2 separate regions of the Canis lupus genome follow, and region 2 is linked to region 1. The links are chromatin contacts, called in public Hi-C maps. All regions are on one chromosome and are shown on one strand. Each heading gives the region's core, a stretch centred on a gene start, on an enhancer-like site or on the middle of the called end of the contact. The rest is flanking DNA. Distances are from core to core; before and after follow the strand shown.

The links. A called contact is a pair of places that touch in the nucleus more often than the background predicts.
Region 2: a contact with region 1 is called in a Hi-C map of blood, with 2.4 times the contacts expected there. The contact joins the promoter of NFKBIA here to the promoter of BAZ1A in region 1. A contact is called at or near these places in 2 of 9 Hi-C or Micro-C datasets (amygdala and blood).

What each region holds. Positions count from the first base shown.
Region 1 is chr8:13,854,820-13,858,460 of UU_Cfam_GSD_1.0, forward strand. It overlaps BAZ1A (bromodomain adjacent to zinc finger domain protein 1A), which reads right to left and starts at 2,340. Exons shown (of 27, transcript XM_038544479.1): 1 at 2,202-2,340; 2 at 1,509-1,679. The coding sequence starts at 1,621.
Region 2 is chr8:14,263,965-14,267,557 of UU_Cfam_GSD_1.0, forward strand. It overlaps NFKBIA (NF-kappa-B inhibitor alpha), which reads right to left and starts at 1,919. Exons shown (of 6, transcript XM_038544496.1): 1 at 1,565-1,919; 2 at 876-984; 3 at 322-532; 4 at 1-36. The coding sequence starts at 1,791.

The sequences.
Region 1 (3,641 bases), core at 1,090-3,589:
TTAAAAGTACAGTCGGCTGAAAAACTTCTCCCGATATAACATGTTTATGTGTAACTCTTTCTGTGGAGCTGAAGAAAAAGAAGCCTTACTTTTAAAAGCTCAAAGGAACTGATTTTTCTAACTTCGCTGCTCGTTTCTCAGACAGGTGCGGACTTTGCTGAAAGCCCTCCCTCGAGTAAGCCCCCACTCAGAATAAGGTGCCTCCCACACACAAGTTATTTGGTTGCTATAACATTTGGTTTCTAAGCCACAAAGGGACCCCCCTTCTGAGCGGAGAGGGAGGATAACGCACGAGAAAAAGGGAGGATCAGGCTGTTTCATTGATCGACCAATTTAGGTTCTCACTTGGAGATCCTGTTTAAACACACATCTCTAAAGCACCCCAGTGTTCGGTGTCACAGGACAAGTGGATCTCTTGGGATAAACCAGGCGAGGTACTGAAAATTTAGGAGTGAAAACTACACACGCAGCAGCTCCGGATTCTTATCAAAACAATAGCGAGTGGCACATGTCAGGCAGCCCACATGCGCAGGGGGATAAAAAGAGGAGACTGGCTGAGGCTGGAGTTGAACTTGTCTTAACCCCCTCCCCCTACGCCCACCGCCGCCCTTGGGGCTACGCCAAAGTGATAACTAAGTGCGCCCAGTGCCCGGCTTTTTCCCCCTCCCTTCCGCCCCCCCTCCCCGCCCGAACCCGACTTCTTCCTCACCAAGGTCTCCCGGAGGCGGAGACGCTGAGTTCTCCGGGGCCGGGAGTTAGTCACCCAGAAGAGGTGGTGACAGAGCACTAGGCTTGCGTCGCACACTCCGAGGCCTAGCCGCACCGGACGAGAGGCCGCCGGTGATGGCTCGCGAGTCCCGGACCCCGCTGCCCCCCGGCCCGCCGGGGGCTGGGGGTGGGGGCTCCTTCCCCAAGTCTCAACTCGGCCCCCTCCCCTCCCCTCCTCCCTCCCCTCCCCTCCCCTCCCCTCCCCTCCCCGCGCTAAGGCAGCCCCAACGTCAGGCTCCACTCTCGACCGAGGAAGCAAGCGCGGCCCGGCCGTTTCCTGCCCCCGGGGGTGGGGATTCCCTCTCCGGGCCGGGGGACGGCGGCCCCGTGCCGCTGACCCGAGCGGGGATCCCCTCGGCCGCCGGGCGGGGATCCCGGAACTGGCCCCGGAGTGCGCGTGTGGCCGAGGCGGGGAGGGGCGAGGCGGGGAGTTTCCGCTGCTCGGCTCCCGGGCGGCAGCGGCTGCTAGAAGCGGTCCCCACGGCCGGCCGAGGACCCCAGCTTCCGCGGCCCCGGCCCGCTCTCCCCACGCGCGCCTCAGCCGGTCGCGCCGCCCGGGGACCCCGCGCAGTCCCCGGGTCGGGCTCGGGGGGCCGGGAAACGCGGGCCCGCGGCCAGCCGTCACTTGCGAGTCGCCCCGCCAGAAGCCCAAGGCGAGGAAAAGAAGAGAGAGACAAAAGGACGCCGGGGAGGGAGTCCCCACACTCCCTCGCACCCCCCGCGCGCGGCCCGGCCCTTACTCGTAGTGGCGGAAGATCTCGTTGGTGACTTTACAGTAGAAAACTTCCTCGTCCGGCCGCAGGTCCGCGGGCGGCTTCTGTCTCACAAACGGCTTTCGGTGTAGCAGCGGCATCTCCCGTCCGCCCGCGGGCTCACCCGGACCCTCGGCCGCCCGCGTCGGCCCCGCTTCCCTATCAGAATTGGAGGGAAAGGAAAGCCGGTAAGGTGGGGAGCGCTCGGCCGCGGCGTGGGCCAGTCCGCGCGCCGGGGGAAGCTCGGCTGCCTTTTGTGTGACTGACGCGCCGCGGCTGCCACCGGAGCCGAGGTCGCTCCTGCCGCTCCTGGGGTATTGAGCGCGCAGAGCCGCCGCCTCTGCCCTCCCAGCGCGCCCCACCTCCGCACGCCCGGCGGCCGGCTCACAATGGGGCCGCACGCCCCGCCGCGGGCGGGCGGGCGGGCGGGCGGTGCGGGAACGGCGGCGGCCCCCTCCCCCAGCGCCGGCTCCCAGCCCGCCGCCGCCGCCGCCGCCGCCGCCGCCGCCGCCGCCGCCGCCGCCTCGGGCTCGCAACGTGCTTGGCGCGCAGCCGGCCGGCCCGACGCCGCGAGGAGCTCGCTGCGGGCGGACCCCGGCGCCGCTCCGCTTTGTTCCCCCGCTCGCCTACACTTCCCTGTCGGCGCCGGCCGGCTCCCGACGACCACACGGAGCCCCTCACCTGCGAGCACGCCGACTGCCACTTCTCCACCTTTTCCACTACAAAGGCGGCGAGGGGAGCCTGTGTCCTGCCGGGGGGTCGCTTCTCGCCGGCCCCGCCGCGCCGCCCGCCGCCGCTTCTCCCGCTGCCACGGCCTGGCTCCGCGCGGGGGATCGCGTCCCACCGCCACTTCCCCGCCTCTCGGAGCTCCTGGGAAGTTTCTGATCTACTTTCGGCTCAGAAGGAGGAAGAGCTGTTGGGAGGAGCTTTTCACTTCTCGCTTCTACCTTTTTATTGGCTACTCGATGACTTTTACAGCCTGTCACTGATACAGGAAGAGACGGCGGAGAGCCTGGGAGAGCTACATTATTAATTAATGGAGCAACCCCTTGTGTAGAATCAGAAGCATCCTCCATGTTTGAGATTATCAGCCGAGAGATCTAGGGAAGGCGCTGGGCTTGCATAAACACATGGCTAACAAAGTAAAGCCTTCATCTTCAAGTCTGGCACCATCGCTTGGCTTCACGGTGGGGGAAGGAGCCCAGTTAAGATTTAACTTTTATTTTAAAGATGGGAAGAGAAGTGAGGAATAAAAAATAGAAAGTATTTTGATATTTTCCTCAGAAAGAATTTGCATGTCTAAAAACATATTTTGCTTGTGTAAACATCCTTCTTGAAAAGAAAATACCTTTCTTGACAGCAGTTCTCGTTAATATTTAAAGAGGGCAACTCAGCCAAAGACTTGGCAGAGGAAAAGACCAAAAAAGTCTTTTTTAGAAAATGTCATCATGCCTGTAGGACTCCCACATATTTGAAACTAAAAACTAAATACACCTTTAAAAAGTAGTATTTGTGATACGCCAATGAAAACATTTTGCAAAGTATCAACATTCGATTCAATCACACAGAATTTTAAAGGTTGTGGATTTACTAGTGAAATTTCCCCTAAGCAACTTTCCCATATCCACAATTTCCATTTGTGAAACTAATTTTAATTCACATAATAAATGTGACTTTTGAATTAAAAGGAATTTTTCAAACTACAAGTGATTCCAAATGTTTGCCAGCTTTGTGTAAAATGGTCTTTTTTGCTACTGCCCTTGACGTTTGCTTATTTGTGGATTAACATGTAAGAATGAATCTGTAAGACAGTGAGTTTGAAGAACGGCCATTCAACAAAGGACACAACTACCAATACCGTGAAATGGTTATAGTTATAATGTGGGATCATCTTTTTATCTTGAAATTAAGGACATTTGTACATAGGAAAAAAATGTGAGGAATCTGTTCAAATTGCAAGAGTTATAATTTTTTAACTTCTTTCAACGTACTTTTATGGCAGCTAGCAAAATGAATTTTTGTGGAAGACAATATGTTTTGAGTGTTTTAAAAGTCATTAATAAAATTGATGCACTTTACTGTCTGAATATAGAAGTCACAGAGGCTTGGAAATGTTCTCAG
Region 2 (3,593 bases), core at 669-3,168, 410 kb after region 1:
AGCCATGGATAGAAGCTAAATGTAGACATGTGTGACCTAGAAGAACAATGAAGCAAATATAACCACTTGCTTCAACCCTCAGATCTCAAGCAGAACTTTCTGTCTATTCTTATAGGGAATAAATTCTGAATTTGGAGAACCCAGAATCTGGGCTCTGAATGAACTTTATCAAGGCATGAAACAGACCTTTTGCATGCATATTTTCTCAACCTTTCAAGTATTCAGAGTTTCAGCTCTTGCCTGGACTCCTAACATTGGCCTACCTCTCCCTTCTCCATGTCACCTGCCTTCTGATGGGCAGGGTAGGGCAGGCAGACATACCATTGTAGTTGGTGGCCTGGAGGATGGAGTAGAGGTGCTGGGTCCTGCAAGTCTGAGTCAGGACTCCCACGCTGGCCAGGCAGCCTTGCTCACAGGCAAGGTGTAGGGGGGTATTTCCTCGAAAGTCTCGGAGCTCAGGATCACAGCCAGCTTCCAGAAGTGCCTCAGCAATTTCTGGTTGGTTGGTGATCACAGCCAAGTGGAGTGGAGTCTACAAACACAAGAGGGAATAGAAAGAGGGTAAGCCATGGCCCAAACTCAAGAGTCTGTCTTCCCTTGAACTCCGGAGATCTACTGGTTGTGGGTGCTGCTCCTCCTCCCAGACAGGTATGAAGGGCAAGATAAATGCCAGAGGCCGCAGGTGGGCTTTCATCATAGGCCTCACCAAATCAATAGAATTTTCTTTATTCTCTAGGACGTTGGCCGATTCCAATGTAAAAAGGTCAAGGTACATAATGCCCAGTGATTATTAATTTAGAAAGGATTGGGAGCAACTGAGCTAGATCCAACTTCATCACTGGGTCAGAGGCACAGGGCTGGGCGAGCCGGCGCACCTGCTGCAGGTTGTTCTGGAAGTTGAGGAAGGCCAGGTCGCCCTTCACTTGGCGGACCACTTCCATGGTCAGGGCCTTCTCTTCATGGATGATGGCCAAGTGCAGGAACCTAAGGGGAAGAGAGGGAAAAACCCCCAGGGCTGGTGAGTGCATCGCGTGGGGCCCAGGGAGGCGCGGGCTGCGGGGGATTGCGCAAGGCCGGGGTTTCTGGAGGCCGAGGCCGCGGTGTTTTCCGCGAGGTTATTATGAGCTGAGTGTTCCTGGCAGGCGCCCAGGGACTTTCCGGGCCCCCTCCCTCCTCGGCGGGCGCCGGCCAGACCGCCCCGCCCTCCCGCCGGGCCGGAACGCCCTGTACTTCCCCTCCCGGCCCCCCGGCGCCCGCCCGCGGGGCAGGAGCTCCCGCCCCCCTTGTGCAAGCGGGGACTTCGCGTCCCCGCCGCCGCCCCGCCCCCGCCGGCAGGACCGGCTCCGGACCGGGGCTGGGGGGTGGGGGTGCGCGCTGCAGCGCAGGGCTGCTGCACCGCCAGCCCGGGATCCGACCCTCCTCTGCTGCCCGCAGCGCAGCCGGCAGCTTTGCGCGGTCCCGGGGCCAGGGGTGTACGGGGGATCGGTGCCCACACCCCGGTCGGCTGCCGCCCCTCGGCCTCGCGCTGCAGGCGCGGCGTCCCCGCCCGCCCCGAGACACCTACGAGTCTCCGTCCTCGGTGAGCTGCTGCTTCCAGGGCTCGGCGCCGCGCGGCGCCTCCTGCGGCTCGAGACGGATCTCCCGCAGCTCCTTCACCAGCTGCTCGTACTCCTCGTCCTTCATGGAGTCCAGGCCGCTGTCGTGGCGGTCGTCCAGCAGCCGCTCCTTCTTGAGCGCGTCCCGGGGACCCTCCATGGCCCAGTCCTGGGCGTGCTCGGCTTGCTGCAGCATGGCGCGGGAAGGCTCGGCGCTGCTGCCCAGGTGCGCTCGGCCGCGGGCTGCGCGCTCGCCGCCTCGCCTCGCCTCGCCTCGCAGGGTCACGGACGCAGGACCGCTGGCTGCGACTCTTGTGGGCTCGCCAGCGCCGCCGCGGCGCCCTATAAACGCTGGCAGGGGATTTCTCCGGGGCGGGGTCAGGCGCGGGGAATTTCCAAGCCAGTCAGACCAGAAAAGAGAACTGGCCCCGTCCTCTGCTCGGGAGGGGGAGGAAGGGGGAGAAGCCTAAACCCTGAGCCGGGTTCATCAGAGAAACTCCCGGCGATGAGCCACTGGGGTCATGTACAGGGAACTTTTTGATGAACGCTGAGCGGCTGGAAAGTCCTCCCGACCGAGGCCCCCTCCCCCGGTACTTCCCTGCAGCTTGCACTCGGTAATCCTGTCCCTCTGCAAGCGGCCTTCTTTCCCTGGGGTTTCCCACGATCGATTCGACTTGGGGTCGTCGGCTGCTGAGATCCCAATGAACGCAGACCCGCCAGGCAGTTCCTCCTTGGGGTTTGCCAACCTTTCCGTTTCTTGATCTTTTGAAAACTCGGGTGGAAATGATGGCTGGACGTAGGGATTTGCTTCCCCAAACTTCTGCGGGGAAGGACGCACTGGCGGGTTAGAAGGTCGCCGGCTGCCTCTGCCACCCTGCCAATGCCAGGCTCTTTGTGGCGCGGGGACACACGTAGCACTCCCTCGAGGCCCCCCCCCCCCCCCAACCAGGTAAAAGTTGTGCATGCTTTGGCATTAAAAGCCAAAAAGCTTTTGGCATTTTTTGGCATTGAAATGCTTGGAGAACCCTCAAATCATTTCCTCGGGATTAACATTCCTGTTGACTGGTGGAGAGGCAAGCACTCTGCCCTGTGTTCAGCGAAAACGCTGAACAGGACCATACTTTTTTTCAGGTAAAGCAAGGTGTTAATCTTTGTAGTAGAGGTTGTAGCTAGCTGCCCTGCACGAACAAAATAATTATTGAGGTCATGTTTCCTGATTTGCACTGTGCTGCTGCAGAGCCTACTTCTGGGTACCCAGCCGGTGTCTTTCCAGAAGCATTTGGAAGAGGCTGAAGAATAGGTTGAGAAGTGCCTTACCCAAGATTGGGCCTTAAGGATGGTTTAGATTGCAAAGCATCCTACAGAAGGCCACCCTCCCGCCAACCTAACATTACCCTCTTGCTGGCTCCCTGCTCTCCTGCCCTGGAGAGGGCAGCAGTTGGACCTCTCCAGGCGCTGTGTATAGCCCCTATGGGCTCCTCATCCTTTGGTTTCACCTGCAGAAATATAACTTACGTTCCCCACCCTACCCCCATTCTCCTAGCCAACCAGCCTCTAACAGAATTTTTCTATCTCTAGAATTGGTCCAGGCAAAATGAAGCAACTCAGGTCAGAGTTTTTCAGAACTAGCTCCAGGAGGCTTTATAATTTTGCAGAAATTTCTGGTGATTATATTGCAATCATCTTAACTTGACTGGCCATATACTAACCAACCCTTTGCTCATCTCTTCTCCCTCCACTCCTCCCGACTATCTGAATTTAGGGAACCGGGGTCGGGGGAGTGAGATAAAAAAAATATAAGGGGGGATAAAAGCCCTAAAATCAAGAAATAAAACCTTCAGGATAGGGACGCCCGGGTGGCTCAGCTGTTGGATGCCTGCCTTCAGCTCAGGTCGTGATCCCGGGATCTGGGATCGAGTCCCACATCAGGCTCCTTGCAAGGAGCCTGCTTCTCCCTCTGTCTGTGTCTCTGCCTCTCCCTCTCAGTCTGTGTCTCTC